2 separate regions of the Rattus norvegicus genome follow, and region 1 is linked to region 2. The links are chromatin contacts, called in public Hi-C maps. All regions are on one chromosome and are shown on one strand. The core of a region is the stretch at or near the end of the contact, and the rest is flanking DNA. Distances in the headings are between cores, read along the strand shown. Region 1 holds the start of Mrps17 (mitochondrial ribosomal protein S17). Region 2 holds the start of Tyw1 (tRNA-yW synthesizing protein 1 homolog).

The links. Hi-C and Micro-C count contacts between places; a contact is called where the count stands out from the background.
Region 1: a contact with region 2 is called in a Hi-C map of mammary epithelial cells, with 4 times the contacts expected there. The contact joins the promoter of Mrps17 here to the promoter of Tyw1 in region 2. A contact is called at or near these places in 2 of 12 Hi-C or Micro-C datasets (mammary epithelial cells and psoas muscle).

Annotation. Positions count from the first base shown.
Region 1 is chr12:32,586,485-32,592,587 of GRCr8, forward strand. Mrps17 (mitochondrial ribosomal protein S17) reads right to left here and starts at 1,328. Exons shown (of 3, transcript NM_001105923.1): 1 at 977-1,328; 2 at 6-145. The coding sequence starts at 128.
Region 2 is chr12:32,052,074-32,058,714 of GRCr8, forward strand. Tyw1 (tRNA-yW synthesizing protein 1 homolog) reads right to left here and starts at 2,381. Exons shown (of 16, transcript NM_001107137.1): 1 at 2,245-2,381; 2 at 1,038-1,168. The coding sequence starts at 2,248. It overlaps Sbds (Sbds, ribosome maturation factor), which reads left to right and starts at 4,584. Exons shown (of 5, transcript NM_001008289.1): 1 at 4,584-4,738; 2 at 5,663-5,792. The coding sequence starts at 4,611.

The sequences.
Region 1 (6,103 bases), core at 78-2,577, 530 kb after region 2:
CTCACCTTTAGTAAGTAGGGATCCAAAACAAGTCTGGTCGCTCTTACTTTAGCAGTTTTTACCATTGCTGTACCAATCACCTTCCCCACAACCCATTTGGCGTGGACGGCTGAACGGACTATTGACATTATGTGTCTGTGAGCGCCTAAAATGGAAACAAACAAAAAAAACCCCTTAAAGGTTAGTACTGTTAAGACACAGTCTTGCCCCCTTTCCCGCTATCCATTAACAAACCAATGGCTCGGTTTCTTTTTTCTTAAGTTTACCTTTCTCCACTGTAGCCCAGGCTTGCGTTAAACTGGGAGAGCCTTCTACATTAGCCTCCCATGAGCTGGGCTGGAGAGACAGATGCCTAAGCAGCTAAGCATTGGTTGCTCTTCCAGAGGACCTGGGTTCAGTTTTCAGCACCCTTATGGTGGCTCGAAACCTTTGCAGCACCAGTTCCAGGGGATCCTCTGAAATTACACACAGGCTGGTACCACAACACCCCATTTAAACCAGCATTCTGGTGGTTAGGGCTTACCAAGAGAATTTCGTTAGGAGCAATGCCCGTGTCCAGCAGTCATTTTTCTACTTTTCTGAAACAGCCTGGTTAAAGATGCTTACAGGACTTATCTTTATAATGTTTACAAAGTAGAAAATGAATTTAACCTTCAGATTCCCTATACAGAAAGTTAGGAATAACATGGCCTGAGTAAAGGTGTTTTGAGGAACTATTAGTGTGCAAGCACACAATTAAACTGGTCACACTGGCGTCCCTCTCTCCAAATGAGGAAGGATACAGCGGGAAAATAAACAGTTAAGGGTCCCGCCTCAGTGCGGCTCTAACCTAATCATCCGGAAAATTCCCCTGCTACCGATCACAGATGCTCTACAGACCAAAGCTCTTCTACCTACAGGTGCCTACTAGATCACTACAAGTCACCTTATTTACCCTTTACCCACTATTCTTTATTCTGTAACCATTTAGAAACACCTCGTCCGTGTCACTTGGTGTCCTTTCTTGGAACTGGTTCCCAATTAGGGAGTATTATAATAAACGATGCTGTTTGAAGCGCTCAACTCCCGAGTCTGCGAGGTTTATTTCTTGTCGTTAGCAGGGCACGTTCTCGAGGTCACAGCATTTATTGCAGTTCTCTGTCTCAATTATAGACAATACAGCCCGCTACCACACACACAAGAGCTCACTGCAAGACCTCGGCCGGTCAGCCAGCTTCCTGTACAGGAACAACGAGACTTTGACTCGGAGCCGCTTTGGGAATCATTTGCTACCGAAACCACCAGGGAGAGTAACAGGAGACGTAGCACTGCCGAACCCAATACCCAGATCCGTAGCCCTCGCTCACCTCCAAAACCTACAACTCGGACCAAGGCCGGAGGAGCCTGGGCGCAGCATGATGACGCACATGGTGCGCTAGCCCCACCCCTCCCTTTTCCCAGGCGCCAGTCCTGCCAGTCTTGGGCGGGGCTAAAGATAAGACCCCGCCCAATCTATTTGAAACCGCACCTTGGGCGGAAGTCCTGGGGTTAAGTGTGTCCCGCTTAGACTTTTTCCATAGGCACTGCTGGAGATGCGCAGGAGGATCCTACCTTTTCCTATTTAATTTTGTTTCTTGCTCCTTTGATTTCCCAGGAATAGCCTGAACATGTTTTCAAATCAAAGGACCTTGTATTTGTCACAGAAACTCCTTTTCTTATTTTTAACAGTCTCACATTGTACATTTGGCTTGCCTCTGCCTTTCCAGTGTTGGATTACAGACTTGATTTACAATAATTTCTAATGTCTTGTTGCGTAGTGTAATATTTGCATACGTCAAAGTAGCAGATACAGGTGCTTCTGAATATTTTTAAGGCAAAGATGTGGTAAGCGTATGGATATGCCAGCTACCCTGACGTTGCTGTCTGTGTGCGCTGCAATATCACACTGTATCTCATAAATATGTATAATATGCAGGTCAAAAAATGTTAATATTAAAGGTGGACGCGGTAATACAGAAATACAGCCAGATGGCCAAGGGCTTTTCTTTCATGCACCGTGTTCTGGAAACGATCCCCAGTATTAAAATAAGAACAATAAAACAAAACATCAATCTGTCCAGCCCATTTTTTTTTTTTTTTGGTTCTTTTTTTTTTTTCGGAGCTGGGGACCGAACCCAGCCATTTTTTTTTTTTAGCAAACATTTATGGAACATACATTATAAGGATCTGTGTTAAGTATTGTAGGGAAAAGATTAATAAAAGGGAGCCTCGCCCACAAAACCACAAACCAGGTATGAAATAGGTAGTAGAAAAGTGTAAATACAGAGAACATATCTTTACACACACACACACACACACACACACACACCACACACACACCCTTCGCCACCACCTGAAGGTTTCTTTACACACACACACACACACACACACACACACACACACACACACACACACCCTTTGCCACCACCTGGAGGTTATTGTTTTTTCCTGGTTAAAGCTGAACTGGAGTTCCTCTCCAAAGGATGGTGGCAAGGCAGTTTCCATAAGAGCAGTCCCCAGTTCCCAGTTGACCTCAAATTGCTCTGCTTGGGTCTCCAAAGAAAGATACATTGAATTTCCCGGGCAAATTAGTCCATGGGATTTATAAGAGTTTCCAATTCATCAGTGCAAAGGCTGTGAGAAGAGAGGGATGTTCTATTTAGCTTTTCCAATTAAGGAAATGTGTGTGTGTGTGTGTGTGTGTGTGTGTGTGTGTGTGTGTGTGTGAAGGTTTAACTACGTATCCTGCACTGCCCTCAAACGCTCAGCGATCTTACTATCTCCACCTCCTGAGTGCCTGGCTTAGTCAACTATTTTAAAATGTAAAGTGTATTTTTATTCTGCTAGAGAGCAGAACAAATTTTAATTAGTATAGCAAACTATTAAGTTCCATAAATATTTATTAGTCTAGGCTAAAAATCTTATGTCCTTTAAAAAAGTATTAAGACTAAATATAGGAAAAACTTTAAATAAAGCACAAAATGACTAACATTTGGGAATTATTACTCTGTTTATTCTATTTTATCTAACTGGCTATATTACAGTGTCACCTTGTTTAATCAATATCCATACAATTAAACAGTATTATAGAATACATTTAAAGGTTAGTAATTATATGTTAATGCCACTTTACATTGTTATGGTTTTTTCCCCAATTATTCTGTTTTTGTTTGAAAAACAGGGTCTTAAGTACTCCATATTGGCCTTGAAGTCCATCTATAGTGGAGGGTTTTCTTAAATTCCTAGTCCTCTCTCCCCACCATGTGCTAGTGTTACAAAGAAAACACTACCAACAGCATTCCCGAGTGCATGTTATCTTTGTAAATATAATAATGTTCACTATTTATAAGACCGCCTGTGAATATTATAAACTACTAAATTTAGTTACAAATTCGATTTCACTGGTAGATAAGCATTCTTTACGCCAGGAATCATTTGATCGTGAATGAAAAGACTGAATTTGAAAACTTCTCATCTCTGTAAGTTCATGTTTCCCCCCGCTGAGTTACATGCCACTAAGGATAGGACTTCAATTTGAGGTTTTCCTCGCGTCTATAGTCACACGATTTCTCACGGCTGTGGAGTTTCCCATGTTGGTTAAGGTGAGCGCTCTGGCTGAAGGCTTTCTCACATTCACAGTGTTTCTCTCTGAGAATACAATTCGTAAGAGGAGGAGGCCGACTGAAGATTTCCCCACACTCGGTGTATTCACGGGGTCCGCTCTCTTACGTAGTTTCCACAAGACACAAATCTGAATGCCATCCGCTGCTCTTTCCTTGTGTGTTATGGCGGAGAGGTTTCTTTATGGGAGGGGTTCCGTGGTGCACAAGGTTTGAGTTCAGGTTATAGTTTTCCTCAAAGTTATCACACCCCAGGCTTCTCTGTGCAATTTTTCGGTGGGTGAAAGATGCTTGTTCCAAATGCTTCTCCTGCTTTGCTTCGTTCAGTTCTAACTGCCAATCAAACTCCCAGAGTCCTTCTAAGATGGAGGACCAGAAAGTGCTCCCGTCGGTCTCCGTTACGACCCTCGAGGAGCTGATTTTCATCGGACGCATTGTGCAGGAGCAACGTCTTCTTCATTTCCGGTCTGGAAACCCCACCTCCCCAATCTAAAAGAGATTCAGAATGTACAGATCCTTGCTGACATTATGCTTTAAAAAGATAACCATTACGTGCAGAATTACCAGATGGCCCTAACAAGTCACACAATGGACATTTTACAATGTGGACATAAAACAAGCAAGAGCCTAAGAAAGGAGGCGACAGTGAGCCTGGAGACATCGAAAACAGGACTATGGGAGCTAGAGCAAGATAATGGTCACCCAGAAGTAGCCATGGTTGAAAAGGATAAAAGAAAAAGAAATGCCAAAGGACTATGGGAGATACCGGAGGGACGTCTGTGCTTTCAGAAGGCAGATAAGAGGTCCAGGCCCTACAAAACATATTTGCAGATTGTCCTATGGTAATGCCAGCTTGTTTATTTAAATATTACTCTTTCCTCTTTTTTTTTTTGTTTAAAATGATACAAGCAGCGCATAGAGTAACATATTAAAATAAATGTAGGAATGCATGAAGGAAAGAGTCCGTTGGGGATGGAGACTCTGCAGTTAAGAGCATTGGATGCTCCTGCCGAGGACCTGGCGTCCATCCCAGCACCTACACCGCGGCTCACAACCACCAATTCCAGGGCATTTGATGCCCTCTTCTGGTTCTCATAGGTACTGCATACACATGGTGCACTGACATACATGACTCCAAAAGTCCACAGAAAACAAATACAAGGAAAAGCTAAAGCTTTCAAATAGTCACATCTGTTGAGGTTTGGTCTTTGGCTATGTATTGTAATGTTAACTGCAGGGCCCCAAGACCTGGTTTCCCTAGAGACGCGTAGACTCAAGTGACACTATGTGACCTTGTCCCCAAGTTATTTTTGATTGGTAAATAAAGATGATAACAGCCAATAGCTGGGCAGAAGAGACATAGATGGGTTATAGGGTTCCTAGACTTGGGGGTCGGAGGAGAACCATGAGGGAGCGAAGGTGAAGGAGGAAGAGAGGTACCGTGGCTTAGGAGTCAAGAAAACATGGCCCCGAATCAAGAAAGCATGGCCCCGGGGTTGGGGATTTAGCTCAGTGGTAGAGCGCTTGCCTAGGAAGCGCAAGGCCTTGGGTTCGGTCCCCAGCTCCGGAAAAAAAAAAAAAAAGAAAGAAAGCATGGCCCCGAGGGCTGGCCAATTGGAGTCAAGAGCAGCCCAGATAAACATAGTAAGTAATCACTCAGGGTTATCGATTGGAAGATAGATTCTAACAGCATGGAGGGTAGGTTTCTGCCCAGCTCTTGTGCTATTTAAGGCTTATTGTAAATATGAAGGTTGTGTGTCTTTTAACCGGGAACTGAATGACCTAGGCAAGGCAGAAACCCTGGATTGGGATTAAAAGTTTCCAAGACACACATCCCCTAAAAATAATCATAGTTAATATTTTAGAAGTTACCCTGCCTGGTTTTATATGAAAACCATATTTTAAACAAGTATTGCTTGTGAGTATGATCATTTCATTTTGCTTTCCACCCACTTTTTTTTTTTTTGTTATTTCTTTGAGATAAGAGTCTCACTGTGTAGCCCAGGCTGGCCTTAAAACTGATGATCCTCCTGCCTCAGCTTCCCGAGTGCTGGGAATGCAGACAACTGCCACTACCCCTAGCCGCAGACATAACTGTTTTTTTTTTTTTCCAGGAGCTGGGGACCGAACCCAGGGCCTTGCGCTTCCTAGGCAAGCGCTCTACCACTGAGCTAAATCCCCAACCCGCAGACATAACTGTTCAGGCACTCACAAGCTTCCTTGGGATGACCCCCACAGCTCTGACATTTGTCTCCTGTGGTTACGAGAACAAGGCTATGCTTCGCTCACCTCTGAGAGGGCCAGGACAGACTCCCACTCCAAAAGCCCAAGCCTCCAATGTAACTAATGAGTAGCTTCGATGGGTGAGATTGGAGAAAGCTGTTGAGACAGGACGAATCTGCACTACCTGAGTTTTGCTGGGATGTATAACCCTGAGTGTTTCTTCTAGGTCAACTGGTATACAT
Region 2 (6,641 bases), core at 1,131-3,630:
ATTTAGACAAACAAAAAGGTGATTTATTATGGTATGGACATTAGGCTCAGAGATGCCCGCAAGTAATCTCAACACTCGGGAGGACTGCTCAAAGTTCAAGGCTAATGGCTCCACAGTGTGCAGCCAGGGATACGTAACATAGCTCTCTCTCATGCTACGTGAGTAGGCAGGCACAGGCTCCTGTAGCCAAGCTGGCTGACTAGAGCTCAATTCGGAACCTACATTACGGAAGAAAGGAACCAACTCCCGAAAGGTTTCACCCCTCCCCCAGGAAGACGGACAGATATTATGGAAGGAACCAACTCCTGAAAGGTGTTGCCCCTCTCCTGCACAGACGGACAGACAGACGCACGCAGGTGCGCGCGCGCACACACACACACACCCCCCCCCAAATAAATAAATGAACACCAAAAAATAAAAAATAAGAACTCGGGCTAGGGAGATGGCTCAGCAGTTAGGAGGATTCCAAGAGACCCAATGCCCCCTTTTGACCTCCAAGGGCACAGACCTACATACATGTGGGCCAAAGACTCACACATATAAAATAATTTTTAGAAAAAAAGAAAGATAGAAGGGAAGATGGATCAGGCATCACAGATCCATCAACTGCACATACACACACACACACACACACACACACACACACACACACACACACACAAAGGACCTGAGTTCAAACTCCAGCACCCACATAAAAAGCTGGGTGTGGTGACACAAACCTTTAATCCCAGTGCTGGGAAGGCAAAAAAAGGGGAGGAGTTCTGGTTCACTGGCCAGCCACCATGGCCCAATAAGCAAACTCCAGGTTAAACGGAAGACCATGGATCACAAAATTAGACGAGGCGGCAGAGGCAAGACTCAGCTGTCAAGAGCACACACACCGCTGTTCCAGGACCAATACCAGTTACAACCACTTGTAACTCCTACCCTCTTCTGGCCTCCACAGGCACTGTACATATACCACACATGGGTCCCTAAGTAGAAATAAAATCTTTTAAGGGGAGAAGTAGAGAGAGAAAAAAAACGACCCCAATTACCTGCTTCTTGATGATGATCTGGACACAGAACCAAAGCGTAACTCCCAGGGCACAGCCCATATATATGTAGAACCTGTTCATCCATAGGGACAGCAAAGGTGACGAGAAGTCCCACACATCCAGAGGAGGACCTGAGTTTAAAACCACACACAAAGACCCCCGTTGATGTTTTAAGAATTATAAGCAAACTTCACATTCAATGGTCTAAGAAGCATAGACCTCTGGGTGAGTTTTTTGGTTGAAACAAAGTCTCATTTTGGAGCCCAGGTCACTCTCAAACTTAAAACAATCCTCTTGCCTCTGTGTACAAATAGTGCCATGACTGACTTCTTGTTGTTGCTGTCATTGTTACTGGTTGTTTTATGACAGAGAGCCTCTCTATACAGCTATATGGCTGTCCTGGAACGCACTAGGAAAGACCAGGCTGGACACCTGCCTCTGCTTCCCGAGTGTTGGGAGTACAAGCATGTGCCACCATTTAAAAAAAAAAAATTTGTATTACTTTCAGTTATGTGTAGGCATGTATGTGTGTGTATGTGCACAGTGACACAATTTAAAAGGATTTATTTGTATTACTTTCAATTACTTGAGGGCATGATGAACCCAGAGGTGAACCCCTGGAAAAATAGCAAGCGTCCTTAACCACTGAGCAATTTCTCCAGCCCACGCTTGATTTGTTTTCATTCAGAGCCTTAAACACAGAAGCTAAAAGAAATTTTTTCAAAGGACTAGAAATCTGAAATTTATTTTCCCAGGAGCAACAGCCTCCTCCTTGTACATTCAGTAGGCTGAGGTAGGAGGAACACTGTTAATTTTTAAGGCTAACCTAGGCTACATCCGAGTTCCAGGCCAGCTTAGCCTACATAGCAATTTCCTAAGCCGCCTGGGTAGTGAGTTCCATGTGAGTTCCCGCTATACACTGAAGGCCGAGCCAGTTACTACACAAGTTGAGTTCCCCACCCGGGCTACATGGTGAGTCCCAAATTTTCCTGAACTACACAGTGCGTTCTAAGTTAACATGGAATACAAAATACGGCCCTTTCAAAAGAAAAATAAACAGAAGTAAAATAAAACGAAGGAAGGAAAAATAAGACACAATAAAAACAAAAAGTAAAACATCAGCTGCAGCTCTACAACCTATGGCCCTACGTGGGGAGGGAAGCTGTTTCCTCCTGCCCGCCCCAGACCCTGGCCAGCCCGGCCTCACCCATCCTCCACGGAGCCCGAGCCCCACAAATCGCCAGCAAACACAGAGAACCCGGGACTGAGATCAGGAAGGTCGGGTTTACAGGGCTAGGGAAGCCATGCCGCCCGCAGGCCCGCCCGCATTGGCTACAGGGGACAGAGGCGGGCCCCGAAGAAGAAGAAGAGGGAGCTAGCGGAAGCTCCAACCTCCTCTCTGATAGGCTCAAATAGAAAAGAGGCGGGACCAGAGAGAAGCCATCGATCGTAACCCTGGGAAAGATGTTAGAGCACTTCCTGTACTTCTCTGATTGGTTCAGAGTGTAAAGGGGTGGGTCTGTGGGAAGCTCCATCCAGAGCGGGAGATGCAAAAGCCAACGTGCTTCTGGCTCCACTGGGATTGGCTCAGAAGGGGAAAGGGCGGCACAGAGGGCAGTACTTTCAAGAAATCAATGACAGCCTGGCATGGTGCAGGCCATTAATCCTAGCACTCCAGAGTCACAGGCAGGCGGATCTCTGGGAGCTCCTAGTTAGTCCCCGTAATAAGCTCCAGGACATACGTATGCCAGGGCTATAAAGAGACCTTGTCTCAATAAATCAATCAATCAATCAATGGAAGAAACTAATTCAGCTTGGTGACACAGGCCTGTAATTTCATCGCTCTTGAGACTGAAACAGAAGGATCACGAGATACAGGATAGCTACTATTTAGAGTCTCACTGTGTAGCTCCGAATGGCCTTAACTTGCCTATGTAGAACAAAATGGCTTCGAATTTACAATGCAATTAGCCTGCCTCTGACTCCCAGGTGCATAAGGTGCATAGGCCAAGAGAAATTGTATTTACTTCTTTAAAGAAATGTATAGATAGAGTTTTCAGACACACCACAAGAGGGTATCGGATTCCATTGCAGATGATTGTGAGCCACCATGTGGTTGCTGGGAATTGAACTCAGGACCACTAGAACAGTCAGTACTCTTAACCACTGAGCCATCTCTCCAGCCCCTCCAAGAGAATTTTTAAATAAGAAACAGAGAATACGGAATCTAAAAAGCAAGCAAACAAACAAAACAACAGACTAAGGGCAGCCAGGTGTAGTAGCACATACTTCTAATACCAATATGGGAGACTGAGACAAAATGCAGAGGATTGGATTGCCCATGAATTAGAGATTGGCCTAGGCTATATTGTGTTCAAATAAGCAAAACAAAGCAAAACCTACAATGACTATAGTATGCAGTCTATATGTACAGTGGGCGGGCTTCTTTGCATTTTATCTGGAACAAATCGACTGTAAAGAGAATTGTTTATGTTAGGAATAAAATGTGAAGTGCATATTAGATCAGTGTCTGATAACGGTATACTGAAATACTTAAATATTTAAGAATAAAACCATATGGGGTTGGGGATTTAGCTCAGTGGTAGAGCGCTTGCCTAGGAAGTGCAAGGCCCTGGGTTCGGTCCCCAGCTCCGGAAAAAAGAACCAAAAAAAAAAAAAAAAAAAGAATAAAACCATATGATGATTTGTTTTGAAGGCGATGATGAAAAAGGTTCTCAAGCAATCGAGGCTGGCCTCGGACTCCCTGTGCTGGCGAAGATGGCCTTGAACTCTTTGTATCCTGTCTATACCTGCCAAATTCTGGCATTACAGACGATGGCCATCCCGCGGGGTAATTTGTTGTAAAATAATACAGTTAAAAGAGGGAGGATAGAATAAGAATGAAAACAGGGGGGCTGGAGAGATGACTCAGTGGTTAAGAGCACCGACTGCTCTTCCCGAGGTCCTGAGTTCAAATCCCAGCAACCACATGGTGGCTCACAACCATCTGTAATGAGATCTGATGCCCTCTTCTGGTGTGTCTGAAGACAGCTACAGTGTGCTCATATATATAATAAATAAATAAAATATTTTAAAAGAATGAAAACAGGTGGATAATTATTGAAGCAAGATGGAAGCTCGTTACACTTTTTACCTCCTTTTTCCCCTCTAAAATTCTCCTTTAAAAAGTTAAAAATGAGTGCAGCGTTTAAACTCTGCAGAACTATTCAACCAGAATACCAAGTTCCCACCGGGACACTAAACATTAGTCACCAGCCTATAGCCATGACTGGCGCAAGTAAATGACGTCACCACCGAACAGAACGCCTTCCTTTGAGGGCGGAGATGGAGGGCGCAAAAGTCACACTGCGCAGGCGTAGTTGCTTTCTTCTACCGGGTTTGTACCCACCTGACGCATGCGCAGTAGGGCAATCGGGTACGCAGTAGCTGCTGCCCCGGAGTAGGGACCGGAAGAGCCGCGCACTCTTTGGGCGTTAAGGGTTCGCGCGCCGCAGGGTCGTTTCAGCTGAGCACTTGGAGTCCCCGCGAGCTCGAGATCTGTGAGCAGCCACCATGTCGATCTTCACCCCCACCAACCAGATCCGACTGACCAATGTAGCCGTGGTGCGGATGAAGCGGGGAGGGAAGCGCTTCGAAATCGCCTGCTATAAAAACAAGGTCGTCGGCTGGCGGAGTGGAGTGTGAGTGATGCTGCGTCCAGAGTTCAGCGGACCGGCCACTTCGAGGCCTGGTCTTCTTAACCCTGGCTCTTGAGAGTACCTTTCAGGACTGGTTTGCCTGATTCGGATTGGGTTTTGGTTTGAGATTTTGTTGGTGTCATAAAAACTGCCAGCTATAAACTTCGTCAGAGCCGGGTGGGACTATGTCTGTAATCCCAGTGCTCAGGATACTGAGGCAGGAGGATTGCTGTGAGTTCCAGGTGTGTTTGACCCTGTCCTAAAAAAAAAAAACAAAGCTGCAACCACGAGGACCCCGAAATCGCGGTGGCCTCTTGGATTAATGATTAAGACGCTATCACAAAGAAAAGAAACATTGTCATTTTTCCAAGGATAGTAGTCCGGAAGCTAATCCTACACCTACGAATACTGAAATTAGTACAGCAAACGTCTCACACACACACCTCAGAATCCCCCGTTTCCCAAAGTGCGTATAATGTCTTCGCTACTGCCATCTAGGGACAGACATTCCAGGACGCAAGCACCACTCCCCACCACACCCTGAGTTTTCTTACATAAAACAATGACGTGGTTTTTCCCTCCATAGTGCAGTGGGAGAATACAGATACTGTCCTGAGTTTTCGATTGGTCCTGCGCAGGTAGTCACCAGAGAGAGAGTAATTGTGTGTGTGTGTGGGGGGGGGGGGGTAGTGATTTCTCCTTTTTCCTTTAGGTTTTAGGCTTTAGGTTTTGGGGGTGAGGGTGGGGGATTGAGGCTTGTCTTAAATTTCCCTGCCTCTACTTCCTAAATGATGGATTACAGATGTGCACCTCACACCCAGCTTGTAGCACTTCCCTTTTATCTTGTTGGCATCTTGTGTTTAAATGTGAGTGGATTTTCAGCTGTCCAGTGGATTCACATAGGACTTTCTCTCCTGCCCTTTCAAGGGAAAAAGACCTTGATGAAGTTCTGCAGACCCATTCAGTGTTTGTCAATGTTTCCAAAGGTCAGGTTGCCAAGAAGGAAGACCTCATCAGTGCATTTGGGACCGACGACCAGACTGAAATCTGCAAGCAGGTAGGTCCTGCCAGCTGCAGCATAATCCATTCTCATAATCATAGCCAACATCAGAACCACTGGTTTTCTTGGGGAGGTTTTGTTGTTTTAGATTTTTTTTTTCAAGTTAATATTATTGGGAGATTTGGGGAGGTTTGTATGGTATTTGTTGCTTTTTTTTTTTTTTTTTTTTTTTTGACCTTTGAGACGAGTCTCACTATGTTGCCCAGGCGGACATCAAACTCAGCGGATAGCTATGCTGGTAGGGAACTTCAGATTCCCCAGCGTCGTGCCACCTCACCCACATCCATTACTTCTAAATACAGTCACAAAGAAAAGAAACTTTGTGTCTTAACTACTGCCATCTAGGGACAGACATTCCAGGACCCAAGCACCACTCCCCACCACACCCTGAGTTTTCCTCACATAAAACAATGTCGTGATATTTTCCCCCCTCCAAGATTAAATGGGAGAATACAGATATGGTGGAAGGGGAGACAACACACAGTATATCACTGTGTAGCTCTGGCTGGCCTCGAACTCAGTGATACATCTGCCTCTGCCTCCTGAGTTCTGTAATTAACGGTGCATTCCACCATGCCCAACTTTTTTTTTTTAGTGTACACACACGAGTACAAATTGGTGCAAGGTGTGTAAAAGACTAGAAAATGACCACAAAACTAAAATTGGATCCCCCTGGACCCGGAGTTAGAAGTGTTTGTTAGCTCTGTCGTCTGGGTTCTGGGACTTGAACTCCAGTCCTCAGGAAGAGCAGCTGTTCCTTCTCTCCACCCCCCACCCCAGGGTCACATTGACACAAACCTTGGATTTGTTTATGCTGCTTTAATTGCAAGAAATACCAGTCACTGT